Regions from separate parts of the Rattus norvegicus genome. Here region 1 is linked to region 2. The links are chromatin contacts, called in public Hi-C maps. All regions are on one chromosome and are shown on one strand. The core of a region is the stretch at or near the end of the contact, and the rest is flanking DNA. Distances in the headings are between cores, read along the strand shown. Region 1 has its middle 39 kb from the start of Cdk13. Region 2 holds the start of Yae1 (YAE1 maturation factor of ABCE1).

Region 1 (7,212 bases), core at 4,543-7,042, 190 kb after region 2:
TGGAATAAAAAAAAACCCAGGACAGCTAAAACTATCCTCCACAATAAAAGGACTTCTGGGGGAATCACTATTCCTGAAGTCAAGCAGTATTACAGAACAATAGTGATAAAAACTGCATGGTATTGGTACAGAGACAGACAGATAGACCAATGGAATAGAATTGAAGACCCAGAAATGAACCCACACACCTATGGCTACTTGATTTTTGACAAAGGAGCCAAAACCATCCAATGGAAAAAAAGATAGCATTTTCAGCAATGGTGCTGCTTCAACTGGAGGTCAGCATGTAGAAGAATGCAGGTCGATCCATGCTTATCACCCTGTACAAAGCTTAAGTCCAAGTGGATCAAGGACCTCCACATCAAACCAGATACACTCAAACTAATAGAAGAAAAAGTGGGGAAGAATCTGGAACACATGGCACTGGAGAAAATTTCCTGAACAGAACACCAATGGCTTATGCTCTAAGATCAAGAATCGACAAATGGGATCTCATAAAACTGCAAAGCTTCTTCTGTAAGGCAAAAGACACTGTCATTAGGACAAAACAACAACTAACAGATTGGGAAAAGATCTTTACCAATCCTACAACTGATAGAAGGCTTATATCCAAAATATACAAAGAACTCAAGAAGTGAGACTGCAGGGAGACAAATAACCCTATTAAAAATGGGGTTCAGAGCAAAACAAAGAATTCACAGCTGAGGATTATCAAATGGCCAAAAAGCACCTAAAGAAATGTTCAACATCCTTAGTCATCAGGGAAATGCAAATCAAAACAACCCTGAGATTCCACCTCACACCAGTCAGAAATGGCTAAGATAAAAACTCAGGTGACAGCAGAGGTTGGCGAGGATGTGGAGAAAGAGGAACACTCCTCCATTGTTGGTGGGATTGCAGGCTGGTACAACCATTCTGGAAATCAGCCTGTACGTTCCTCAGAAAATTGGACTTTGAACTAACTGAAGACCCAGCTATACCTCTCTTGGGCATGTACCCAAAAGATGCCCCAACATACAACAAAGACACACATAGCACCCTTATTCATAATAGCCAGAAGCTGGAAAGAACCCAGATGCCCTTCAACAGAGGAATGGATACAGAAAATGTGGTACATCTACACATGGAATACTACTTAAACAATTATCAAAAACAATGACTTCATGAAATTTATAGGCAAATGGATGGAAGTGGAAAATATCATCCTGGGTGAGGTAACCCAATCACAGAAAAACACACATGGTATGCACTCATTGATAAGTGGATATTAGCCCAAATGCTCAAATTACCCTAGATGCACAGAACACATGAAACTCAAGAAGGATAACCAAAGTGAGAATGCTTCACTCCTTCTTTAAAAGGGGAACAAGAATACCCTTGGGAGGAGATAGGGAGGCAAAGTTTAGAACAGAGGCAGAAGGAACACCCATTCGGAGCCTACCCCACATGTGGCCCATACATATACAGCCACCCAATTAGACAAGATGGATGAAGCAAAGAAGTGCAGGCCGACAGGAACTGGATGTAGATCTCTCCTGAGAGACACAGCCAGAATACAGCAAATACATAGGCGAATACCATCATTAAACCACTGAACTTAGAATGGGACCCCCGTTGAAGGAATCTTAGAAAGGACTGAAAGAGCTTGAAGGGGCTCGAGACCCCATATGAACAACAATGCCAACCAACCATATCTTCCAGGGACTAAGCCACTACCTAAAGACTATACATGGACAGACCCTGCTCTCCAACTTTATAGGTAGCAATGAATAGTCTAGTAAGAGCACCAGTGGAGGGGGAAGCCCTTTGTCCTGCCAAGACTGAACCCCCAGTGAACATGATTGTTGGGGCGAGGGTGGTAATGGGGGGAGGATTGGGAGGGGAACACCCATCGAGAAGGGGAGGGGGAGGGTCTAGGGGGATGTTGGCCCGGAAACCAGGAAAGGGAATAACAATCAAAATGTAAATAAGAAACACCGAAGTTAATAAAGATGAAAAAAAAATAATGGACTAAACCTCTGAACTGTAAGTCAGCCCCAATTAAATGTTGTTTTCCTTAAGAGTTGCCATTGTCATGGTGTCTTTTCAAGCAATAGAAACCCTAACTAAGGCAACATTCTTTCCCCAGTTTGGAAACTGTCATTTGTGTGTCCTCAGATTCTCACCGTCCTCCAGATACCCATCTTCCCTTAGTGACTCATGGTGTTTGTCTGAGCCTGTCTGCCACAAAGAGAACACCAAGAGCAAGACTTGCTCTATCATGGTTGACTTCTCTTCCTCTGAAATCTCTTAGCCCAAACTTCTGTGGTTTATTCTACTAAGACACTAGCTTCTAGCTTTCCCCCCTCTCTCTGGTCTAATATCCAGATCTTCTCAGCCTGTCCATTGGCTGCTCTTCAATGCAGTCTTCTCTCTGTCTCCATGAGTATATGAGTAAGGATTAAAACTTCCATCGGGAGGGGATGCATGGGTGAATACTTAACAGTCCTCAGAGTTGATTAGACAGTCCACAGGTGTCTAGACCTAGGATCTTATGTCTGCAGAGTGGCCTTCTGGGTGAAGGATTTAGGGGGAAGAGACATGGGCATATCTAGCACTATCGTATCAAAGAAATTCTGGGGGGTTTTCTACACCCACCTTGTTCCCAAGAAATAACACAGTGATCTTATTAACAAGCTCAATACACAAAACAGGGCAGGGTTCATCTACTCTAACCTGACCATGCTGTCTTGGACTCTACTCTAACCTGACCATGCTGGATTGGACTCTACTCTAACCTGACCATGCTGTCTTGGACTCTACTCTAACCTGACCATGCTGTCTTGGACTCTACTCTAACCTGACCATGCTGTCTTGGACTCTACTCTAACCTGACCATGCTGTCTTGAACTCTACTCTAACCTGACCATGCTGTCTTGAACTCTACTCTAACCTGACCATGCTGTCTTGGACTCTACTCTAACCTGACCATGCTGGATTGGACTCTACTCTAACCTGACCATGCTGTCTTGGACTCTACTCTAACCTGACCATGCTGGATTGGATTGCTTCCCAGCCACTTGCCCCCATTACTTGTCATCTGAGTCCTACCCTGGCTCTTCAGCTCTGTGTGTCCTCATGGCTGCGCCCTTGGCAAACTTTCTTATCAAATCCTTTTGATTCTCTCTCTCTCTCTCTCTCTCTCTCTCTCTCTCTCTCTCTCTCTCTCTCTCTCTCTCTCTCTCCCTGACTGAGATTGGAGGTCCTGCCTTATGCTCCTCTCCTGCCCAACTATTGGCTGGTCAGCAGTTTGTTAGGAAATCAGAGGTGCTGGAAAAATATCTCTGTACAACATTGAGACAGGAGCTACTCCAATTATCATGGCAATGGCAGAATCTAAACTGCAACCAGATCTCTGGGCACAGAAGCCAACATCTGAACACACACAGAGCACAAAACCGTCTCCCAATATTAGTGTGCTAGGAGAGTCTCCTGCCTGTCTGGCCAGTATTACACTGTGGGTCCATGTCATAATCACACTGTGACAATTCTTACTCAGCACTGTATAGCACCTTCTAGCACTATGACAGCCAGATAGCCAGGAAGAAACTTCTAGATTAGTGCCAGCTTGAAGCATATAACGGCTTCAGCAATGGAGCCTTGTCATCTTGTTCTGGAGGGCACCAACAGTAGTAGCAATTTCCAAAGTCAGAGAAGACTTTGGTCTTATGCCCAAACTGACCAGTTCAGAAAGTTGGTTTATTTACCCCTCCCTCACACCATCATTTGACCTGGTGATATGAAACTTTGGTATGAATAAGTCTGTTTGAGTTCAATTCATTAGGCATCCCACAGTAGCTCAGTCCAAGCCAATGGTTTCCTATGCGTCCCATTTGATATTAATACACTACTGGGCAGGATTCAGAGAAGCTGGGAACAGCTTCAGCAGGACTGGAGGAGCTCGGAGTCTAGAGGCTGTCCACAAAAGGGGAGCCAACAGATCAGTATCCTAGGGCATGAGCTACACATGCCTGTGTGTCTGTGGAGCATGATACATGCCTGTGTGTCTATGGAGCATGATACATGCCTGTGTGTCTGTGGAGCATGATACTGATGGTTTCTTGTCTACCTTCCACATCCTATGTGCTAGCCCCTGGCAGTGCATACCAGCCTGGGGTTATTCAGGGAAATGGATTCTGTGACAAGTTTCAACTTCACTAAAATGCTACAACCCTAAACCACATACCTAGGAAGATGAGGTCCAATTTGTGGCTAGGATTTTTACTTCAGACTGTCTAAAAATGGAAGAGAGGAAGTCAGAGAAGCACTTGGGGCTCTGCCAGAGAACCTAAGTTCAGTTTCTGTGGTTCACAACTTCCTGCCAGAAAGTCCAGTTTCAGGAGACTCAAAGAGCTCTTTGACCTCCTTGAGAACTGCACTCATGTGGCCTACACAAAAACAGAAACACACATACACACATATACACAGAGAGAAATATATGTTTTTTAATGCTGAAGAGAAAAGGGAGTAAATGTCCTGCAAGGAATTTCCTCTTTCTCATTTACTTTTTGCTTCATTTTGGAGGAAAGAGATGCATGGCTGCCCCTGAAAGTTACCTCTTCAGAAGCACCCAGGTCCTCTGCCCTGGACTTTTCCCAAAGGAGGGTCTTTTATCACAGTTCAAAGCACAGGAACAAAGGATCCCTGACAGTTTAGAGTTTGGGAGAGGCAGCTGATTTTTAAGGGTTTGAATTACCTAAGTATGTTTCATCGTATACTCTTAACTCCCGGGCAATCTCATCAACAACTGAAGCAGCCTCAATCCCTATAACAGTATCTACTGGAGTTCGTTTATTTCAGTACTCCAAAAGATGGCAGGCGTGTAGTTTGTCTCCATAGTTGCCAAGCTTCTTCCCTTGGCAACAACACCTGGATTCACGATGATTTCCATGCTGAGCTTCTGATTCATCCTGGGTAGGCCTGCTTTCAAGTGACGACGACGACGACGACGACTACGACGACAGTGACTGCTTCAGGCCACTTTTGAGAATAAAGTAGTCTCATAGTCAGGAGCACAGGTTTCAGCCCAGATTTCACAGGTTGGACTTCCAGTTTACCGTGTTTGCTGTATGACTGACCTTCAACAGTGCCTCAGAGCTTTACATAGAAAATGAAGATTAAAAGTAGCAACAGCTTGAGGGAACGGTAGTAAGGATTCAGTAAATTCAGATATAAAAGCATAGATGAACCCTGAACCCTGTCCATAAAATTACGCACATAAAATACAGATTTAACAAACAGTGAGGGGGTTGGGGATTTGGCTCAGTGGTAGAGCGCTTGCCTAGCAAGCGCAAGGCCCTGGGTTCGGTCCCCAGCTCTGAAAAGAAGAAAAGAAAAACAAACAAACAAACAAACAAACAGTGAGCACTCAGCAAACATTTGCTATTCCTTTAATTCTGAATATGACTCGTGGCTCATTTACTGTAGTGAGTGCATATTGGAAACTATTCTGGATCTCCAGATCTTTCGCATTTTTAAAGCCTAGAAGGCGTGCTGCACATTTCTCAATAGCTGGTCTTCATGTCTCTTCATTTTGGACCCTCTGTATTCTATGGCAGTGCCAACAACGCGTCAGGAAAAATCTTATGATAGAAATATAGCAAGTGTCATTTCTGCTTTTATTTAAAAAAACAAAACCAAAAACATTTGGAGAAGCTTAAGTTTAATTTTCTAGTTGTCCACGGGATGGCAGCACTGCTCTGAAATTGGCTGAAGAGTATGGTCCACTCCCGCCCTCTGCCGCAGACTGGCTGGTTTGGATTTTAAACATGGCTTCGTAGATCTCAGATTATTTCACACCCTTATTTAGACTCCACTTCGTCAACAACTTGGACCAAGAGCACCTTCGCATTGAGTGATACTGTTGTCTCTTCGTGGCTTGGAGCACAATTTCAGTTTGGCCCAAAAGGTCTCTGTCGTGGCTCTCAGCAGTGTTGCTTGTGTGCAGTGAACGCAGGGAAGCAGGCTCTCCTAGAGTTCCTCAGACCTGACAGTCCATGTTCGAGGTCAGGAGTGTCTTCGTAGGAGACCAGCTCCTCACTTCCGTGCCCTGAGTAACCACAGCAGGGAGAGGAGAGAGTGTGTCAGGTCAACCTGGCGATCTCTGCTCTTCGGAATTCCCTGTTTGCCCAGGAAGGAAAAGGAAAAACAGAAAATGCAAGGTCAAAAGGTAAGAGGGGACTGGAGAGGTGGCTCAAACGGGACTGGAGAGACAGCTCAGTAGCGTGGCTGCTTTCTATTCTTGCAGAGGACAGTGTTCAGTTCCAAGCACCTACAAAAGGCCTCGCACTGTCTGTGACTGTAATCCCAAGCTATCCCAGGCCCTTTTTCAGCCTCCGTGGAATCCTACAGTGCCCAGAAACTAAGCAGGCTCACATACACATGCACATGCACATGCACATGCACATGCACATGCACATGCACATGCACATGCACATGCACATACACATGCACATTAAAAAAAGTTAATCTTGGGGCTGGGGATTTAGCTCAGTGGTAGAGTGCTTACCTAGGAAGCGCAAGGCCCTGGGTTCGGTCCCCAGCTCCGAAAAAAAGAACCAAAAAAAAAAAAAAAACAAAAGTTAATCTTTAATAAAACCAAACTAGGCTATATTCAGATTCCTTAGAACCATGTCAATTTTTATATCATGATGACATTACTGAAACTCATGCCCCAGCAGGTTTTCAGGGTCTGGTTGCCTACTTTCTTACACCTTTAGGATTATTGGGGTGGAACCTGTCACTGTAGGATATCTTCTGTTTAATTGAAGTCCAAGGGGATTTGCGGTGGAAAACTTTTGGAGACGGAGTTATGGCGCCCTCTGGTGACTCATTGTAGGCATGACCATTCTGGTTTCCATTTCTCCCTCTAAACAATCCACGTTTTGCTGTTTGAATCCTACGTAACCCTGCTTTGAGACTATCAATTTTCACATAATCTTGGGATCCCCAAAGTAGATGTTATGAGGCTACTTATCAGCAACGTGTAAGCAAAGCAGAATTAAAGAGGAAGAACCAGTAAACTGTGAGTTAAAAATAGCAATGTACTTGGTGTCTAAAGAGCTGGTGCCTGCAGTCCCCAAGTTCCCTTTCCCCATCTTTTCCTGGAAGATAGTCTAAGTAAATGACTTCCTCCCCGGGTGCACAGACTGTGTCCTTTGAGACTTTTACCTC
Region 2 (7,113 bases), core at 4,440-6,939:
AGAATAATACACATAAAAAGGACATTGAAAGATTGTCTGGTTGTTGACGGCATCAGTATTTATGAGATCTGCGGTGGTTTCCTAGCCACGGCCACACTCTTCCCGGACAGTCCTCAGCATAACTGAGCTGACAAGGGAGCATGACACGTCCACGTGCGCCAGATGTATGACTCGCCTTGTTCTTTTCTGCAAAGCACTTCATACATTAGCTAAGACATCATGAAATACACACTGCAACCCAGAGCTTCGATCCCGCCTCCCTTCCCTGTCATGGAAGCTGATTAGCATGACTTTCTGATAGCTTACTTTGCCTGACTATATCTCCTTGCCTTAGTTCCTGGTCCCACTGTTCTCATGCATTCCTGTTCCTTAATGGGTATAATTAACAGACAGAATAAAACTGCATACATGAACCTGACTTGGGTCTTATATTCAGAATATACAGAACACTTTTAAAGTGCAGCTGTAGCTGGAGACATGAATCACTTGATAAAGTGCCTGTCGCACAAGCTAAGGACATGAGTTCAGATCCATGGCAACTACATAAAAGCCAGGTGTGGTGGTGCTAGGTGACAGTGGGTCAAATTCCTGGTGCTCACTGGCCAGTCAGCTTATCCTACTCATGACTGCCAGTGAGAAACTGTCTTAAAATATAAGATGGAAGGCTCTAACATCAAGAATGGACAAATGGGATCTCATAAAACTGCAAAGCTTCTGTAAGGCAAAGGACACTGTGGTTAGGACAAAACGGCAACCAATAGATTGGGAAAAGATCTTTACCAATCCTACAACAGATAGAGGGCATATATCCAAAATATACAAAGAACTCAAGAAGTTAGACCGCAGGGAGACAAATAACCCTATTAAAAATGGGATTCAGAGCTAAACAAAGAATTCACAGCTGAGGAATGCCGAATGGCTGAGAAACACCTAAAGAAATGTTCAACATCTTTAGTCATAAGGGAAATGCAAATCAAAACGACCCTGTGATTTCACCTCACACCAGAGAGAATGGCTAAGATCAAAAACTCAGGTGACAGCAGATGCTGGTGAGGATGCGGAGAAAGAGGAAAACTCCTCCATTGTTGGTGGGATTGCAGACTGGTACAACCATTCTGGAAATCAGTCTGAAGGTTCCTCAGAAAATTGGACATTGAACTACCTGAGGATCCAGCTATACCTCTCTTGGGCATATACCCAAAAGATGCCCCAACATATAAAAAAGACACGTGCTCCACTATGTTCATTGCAGCCTTATTTATAATAGCCAGAAGCTGGAAAGAACCCAGATGCCCTTCAACAGAGGAATGGATACAGAAAATGTGGTACATCTACACAATGGAATATTACTCAGCTATCAAAAACAACGAGTTTATGAAATTCGTAGGCAAATGGTTGGAACTGGAAAATATCATCCTGAGTGAGCTAACCCAATCACAGAAAGACATACATGGTATGCACTCATTGATAAGTGGATATTAGCCCAAATGCTCAAATAACCCTAGATGCACAGAACACATGAAACTCAAGAATGATGACCAAAATGCGGATGCTTCACTCCTTATTTAAAAGGGGAACAAGAATACCCTTGGGAGGGAATAGGGAGGCAAAGTTTAGAACAAAGACTGAAGGAACACCCATTCAGAGCCTGCCCCACATGTGGCCCATACATATACAGCCACCAAACTAGACAAGATGGATGAAGCAAAGAAGTGCAGACCGACAGGAGCCGGATGTAGATCTCTCCTGAGAGACACAGCCAGAATACAGCAAATACAGAGGCGAATGCCAGCAGCAAACCACTGAACTGAGAATAGGTCCCCTGTTGAAGGAATCAGAGAAAGAACTGGAAGAGCTTGAAGGGGCTCGAGACCCCATATGTACAACAATGCTAAGCAACCAGAGCTTCCAGGGACTAAGCCACTACCTAAAGAGTATACATCGACTGACCCTGGACTCTGACCTCATAGGTAGCATTGAATATCCTAGTAAGAGCACCAGTGGAAGGGGAAGCCCTTGGTCCTGCCAAGGCTGGACCCCCAGTGAGCAGGATTCTTGGGGGGAGGTTGGGGAGGGGAACACCCAGAGAGAAGGGGAGGGGGAGAGGTTAGGAGGATGTTGGCCTGGAAACCGGGAAAGGGAATAACATTTGAAATGTAAATAAGAAATACCCAATTTAATAAAGATGGAAATAAATAAAAGAATTTAAATCCATTAGTCATATGCTCACAAAAAATACAGATTTTTATTCTAAAAAAATATATATAAGATGGAGAGTGATTGAGAAGACAACAGACATTAACCCTCCCCGCCTACACACACACACACACACACACATATACATATATGTATATATATATGTATATATATATAAATCTGCACATACAATGCATACAGATAGGCTGCATACATGCATGTGCAGACACATACACACACACAGAGAGAGAGAGAGAGAGGGATCCTCTCTATTCAGTGGGTCATGTAACTGAATATGAGAAAGTCGTGAAACCTTCAGCAACAGCAAAGGTCTCAGAACAAGCACCAATCAAATACACACAATCAAATGTGTATGAATGAAGGGTGGATCTGGGAGCAGCTGCTCACATTGGATTGTTCACTTCATGCAGCCTAGATCTAAGCACACGCTGTGCACGGCATACACCATCATGCCACACAGTGTCAGCAACCCAGATCTCAACCTCAACCTAGGGTTGACTTTAGTTAGCTCTTGCATTAAAGGTGTGTGCTAGGCCGAGGCACACAGGTACGTGTTTATAGTAAAGAGAAAGCTCTAGCATCAAGGGCTGAGCTATACCACACCTAGAAACAGTTTTTGTTTTTGCTTTTGTTTTTACAGTTCACAATCTTGGGGTTCACAATGTGAACAAATATCTTGCAACAGTTGTATGAAAATTTCTCAGTGAAAGGGGCCACAGTGAAAGGCCAAATCTTTTAAATTCAGACTTCATGTTTTAGAAAACTTGACCTAGGTTCAAATTCAGGTAAACTAGCAGGCTGGTATCTAACATTAGTTTCCAAGTTATTCCCCCAACAAAACCCAAGCCTAGCTCCAGTTTCTAGGCCCACTCCCAACAAGACCAGCAGCATCTCCAGGTTATTCCCCCAACAACCTACACCCCCAGGTTACAAGCCTAACCCCTGCTTAATGACCACCAATGCAGAGGGGAGCAGAAATTAAATTTATAATATGACTCCTAGCACCAGCCAATTATGTTAAAGGCCACAGTAGTTTTCCAATTAGATCCTTACACACTTACCCCTGCTTGCTGCTTACTATAAAGCCCTGCCATGATAGACATTCCGGGCTCCTCTCTCCGCCAAAACCATCCTGCATGACGGTGGTGAGGAGCCCAAGCTAGACTGAATAAAATAAAGACCCTGCTATCTATAAGTTACATCAGATTGGCTCCTGTCGGGTTTTGGGTTTTTGGTTTTGTTTTTCTTTGTGGTTTTTTTTTTTTTTGGTTTTTTTTTTTTGTTTGTTTTTTATCTTTAAACTTCTCTGGCACTACAGCAGCAGAATGGCCACAGCAGAGAAAGTTAAAGACCTGGTTTAAAATGCAATAAGACAACTTGTGTGTGTGTGTGTGCGTGTGTGTGTGTGTGTGTGTGTGTGTGTGTGTGTGTGTGTGTGTGTGTGTACATGCACATATGCATTCTTGTGAGTATTCAGGTGCAGTAATGTTAGGGTGCATGTCAAAGGACAACTTCAGCATCATTCCTCAGGTACTATGTACCTTTGGTGAGGGGGTCTGGAATTTATTCACCAAGTAAACTATTCTGGCTGACCAGAAAGCCCAAGGAATCCACTTGTCTCTACCTACCAAGATCTAGAATTACAGACATACATTATTACATCTGGCTTTCTTTTTTAATGTGAGTTATGGGGTTCTAATTCATGTCTTTGTCCTTGCAATGTAATCATTTTACTGACTAAACTATAGCTCTGACAGTTCAACTTTAAAGGGTATGTATTCATTGAAGGGTGTGGAATGAATGCTGGAAGCCCTGTATCCAATCCCCAGCAGCACACGAACTGGGCATGCTGATGCACACCTGTAATCCTAGCACTCGGGTGTTAGAGACAGAAGAGTCAGAAGTTCAAAATTATTCTCACCCTCCTAGTTTTCAGGCCTTGTAAGTTTTCAGGCCTTTTAAGACTTTGTCTTAAAAGATTAAATGTGTTGCTCTTGGGTTTGAATAATTTATAGTTTTTCATCTCCATTGGTGGTTACCTCCTAATTCCTGTCTTGCTTAATTTTTTCTCGCTTTTTTTTTTTTTTTAATGAGAAAGAGACAGGACAGGATTGTCTGTTTTCTTTTTTAAGACTTATTTTTACTTATATGTATCTGTATGTATTTGCATATACATTTGGAGGCCAGAGAGGGCTTGAGACTCCCTGGAGCTGGAGTTACAGGTAGTTGTGAGCTACCACCCACCTGCATGTAGATGCTCAGAACCAAATTAGCATCCTCCAGAAAAGCAGCAAGCATTCTTAACTCTAAACCATCTCTTGAGACCCTGTCCCTTAGGGCTTATCAAACAAGGGATGAGTTGTATTTTTTATTGCATTTATTTTCTTATGGTGTGTCTATGAGTGTGTATGAGTGCACGTGTGTGCAACAGTACATGTGTGGAGGTCAGAGAACAATTTGTAGGAGTTTATTCTCTCCTCCCATCACACTAGTCATGGCGATTGACACATTTCCTGGGGCTTTACCTACTGAACCAATTCACAGAAGTAGTTTTGAGTTTTGTATTTTACTCATTTCAATCACTATCTCTATTACTTCCTGTTCTGCCATTTTGTTTCTAATTAAGATGTCTATATACATACACCTTAACACATTTTATAATTAGTTTTACACATATATTTTTGTGATACAAAATTCTCTCTGAAAAGATAAAATAATAATGGGACTGTAGGGGATAACTTATTGACAGAGCATATATTCATTTGCAAGGCTTGTGGCTCAGTCCTCAGGACAAAAATGTAAAATGAACTAAAACAGTAACCTGTATCCTCTTCTCTCACAGCAGTGTTATTTTTCCCCTATCACTTACAGTCTTCAAACTATTAGTTATATATTATTGTTGGCCAACTGGCCGTTTCTACACTAATGGGAAGTCCATAGACACTGGGAACTTTTACTCCTGTCCCTCAAAGACCTAAAATGATGACTAATACAAAATAGATATTCCAAAAAACTTGTCAGAAAAATTCAGTTACCACATGACAAAACAAGAACGCTGCTGGTATTCAGTTCAACATGTACTCTGAGCCAGGAGTTGCTAATGCTTGAGCCACATTCCTGAAGTGTCATAATCACTGAGGAGACGTCAGGTTTTACAAATGTGTTCGCATTACTCAATCTCAAATTGATACTAGAATCAGCTTTCATATTCTAATGTTCTTGGCTGCACGTGGGTGTCCAATGACTTCAGCACTCGCAGAAACTGAGTCTCAACCCTGGAATGATGGGACTTAGCTTCCAGCCCCCACCCCGTTCCCCGCCGCCCCACCCAGACGCATAGGAGGAGACCCAGCCCCTAGACGCCTGGCTGCCCAGGGAGCCGCACACGCCCCTTCGTCCCACGCCTAAGCCCTTTCCTCCCGCCCCCCGAACCGGAAGCACTTGCCTGCGTTTCCGGTGGCCCCGGACTCGTGGTGTTCCTGGCAATGTCTTGGTTTCGAGCGACTCCCGAGATCCCCAGCCCTGGAGACCAGGACGTGTTTGATGAGGAAGCAGACGAATCTCTGTTAGTGCAGCGGGAATGGCAGGATCACATGAGGAAACGAGTCCAAGTAAATGGGCGGGGCCCGGGACGCACGGGAAAAGGGACTCCCACGAGGGACACAGGCTCCCCCGGGCAGGGGCACGCTGACCGAAGCCTGGGCGGACGAGTGCGGCTCTCTGACCGAGCGCTCCCCAACGTCGCCCCAGTCTTAGGATTTTCTGGTTGTTGATAACTTTTAAACAAGCGCGTTCTTTCGGAGTCCCTGCTGGGTTTGGAGTAGAGACACTGACCAACTAACGTGAACTTTATTCAGTCCTTCAAGAGTTTGCAGTTTGGGGAGAAAAAGAGATGAGGAGAAATACACACTCACTAGCAGATTCGCAGGTGTTCAGTGGGTGGAGAGTCCAAAGTTAGGCGTGGTGTTACAAAGGCTTGAGAAAGGTGAACTGTGACGGTAAGGGGAAGGTAGAGAAGGGAATACTGTTCCGTTTTTATGTTAAATTCGTTATTCGATCCGGACCTGTCTCAACACTCATTAAAACTCTCTTAATAATATCTGGGGAGAATCGGTGCTTTTTCTGGGTGAGAACTAACTACTTGCTAAGATCTGTCTCCACATAGAAGTGGATTCAGAGTATAACGATCTGCGTTCGATCCCTGAAACCCACATCGTGGAAGGACAGAATGGGTTTCTGGAAGTTACTTTCTGACCTTCACACTCAAGCTATGGCATGCAAGTAAATAAATGCCTCCCTCCAGAAAAATAGGTAAACATACGTTACGTAAATAGTCAAAAGATAAGCACTGCATCTACCCAGTATATTAGCCATTAAATTACCCTTTTAAAGGGGCAGTTGTGACTACCCTACTTTAATGTTCCAGTAAGTTAATATTTGTTGAGTCCAGCAACCATCATGTCATTACAAAAATGCCTTAGGCGTCTGGGGCTAAACCAATAATAAGGGGACAAATCTCTACTCCACAGTTCCGATTAGATTTCTAAAATCAGACTTCCTCTGCACTGCTCCTAAAATAGTTCCCTCTTCCTGGCCTTGCCAGCCTCCTTAACTGCCCTGTTCTAACCAGTTATCCAGAGACTAGACATGCAGTTTTTCCATTTTTGTGAAGACTTTTCTAACACGGTTTTTAAAAATTCCCTAACAACTAATGTTTAATGTTTGCACAATAACCCTAGGTTTCCAAAGTGAGTTGAGCATGTGACATGGAGTCATAACGCCTGTCATCACTTAGGAGGGTGAGGCAGTGGGATAATGAGTTCCAGGCCAGCCTGGAAGTAAGATTTTTAAAAAATAAAACTTGATAAGGAAGGATAAACCAATAATAAGGTTTCG

Evidence for each region. Hi-C and Micro-C count contacts between places; a contact is called where the count stands out from the background.
Region 1: a contact with region 2 is called in a Hi-C map of liver, with 3 times the contacts expected there. The contact joins the enhancer-like site here to the promoter of Yae1 in region 2. A contact is called at or near these places in 12 of 12 Hi-C or Micro-C datasets (the A7r5 cell line, the Rat2 cell line, Schwann cells and 7 more) and 1 of 1 datasets of contacts at active chromatin or transcription factors (oligodendrocytes).

The regions. Positions count from the first base shown.
Region 1 is chr17:51,903,704-51,910,915 of GRCr8, forward strand. No RefSeq gene overlaps it. Among named protein-coding and RNA genes, the nearest start is that of Cdk13, 39 kb to the right of the region's middle. Within about 2 kb of position 5,793, at least 11 of the 93 cell types and tissues checked have an H3K27ac peak or open chromatin away from gene starts, as enhancers often do. A contact at or near this core is called in liver, where this site is marked.
Region 2 is chr17:51,716,893-51,724,005 of GRCr8, forward strand. Yae1 (YAE1 maturation factor of ABCE1) reads left to right here and starts at 5,690. Exons shown (of 3, transcript NM_001107356.2): 1 at 5,690-5,828. The coding sequence starts at 5,703.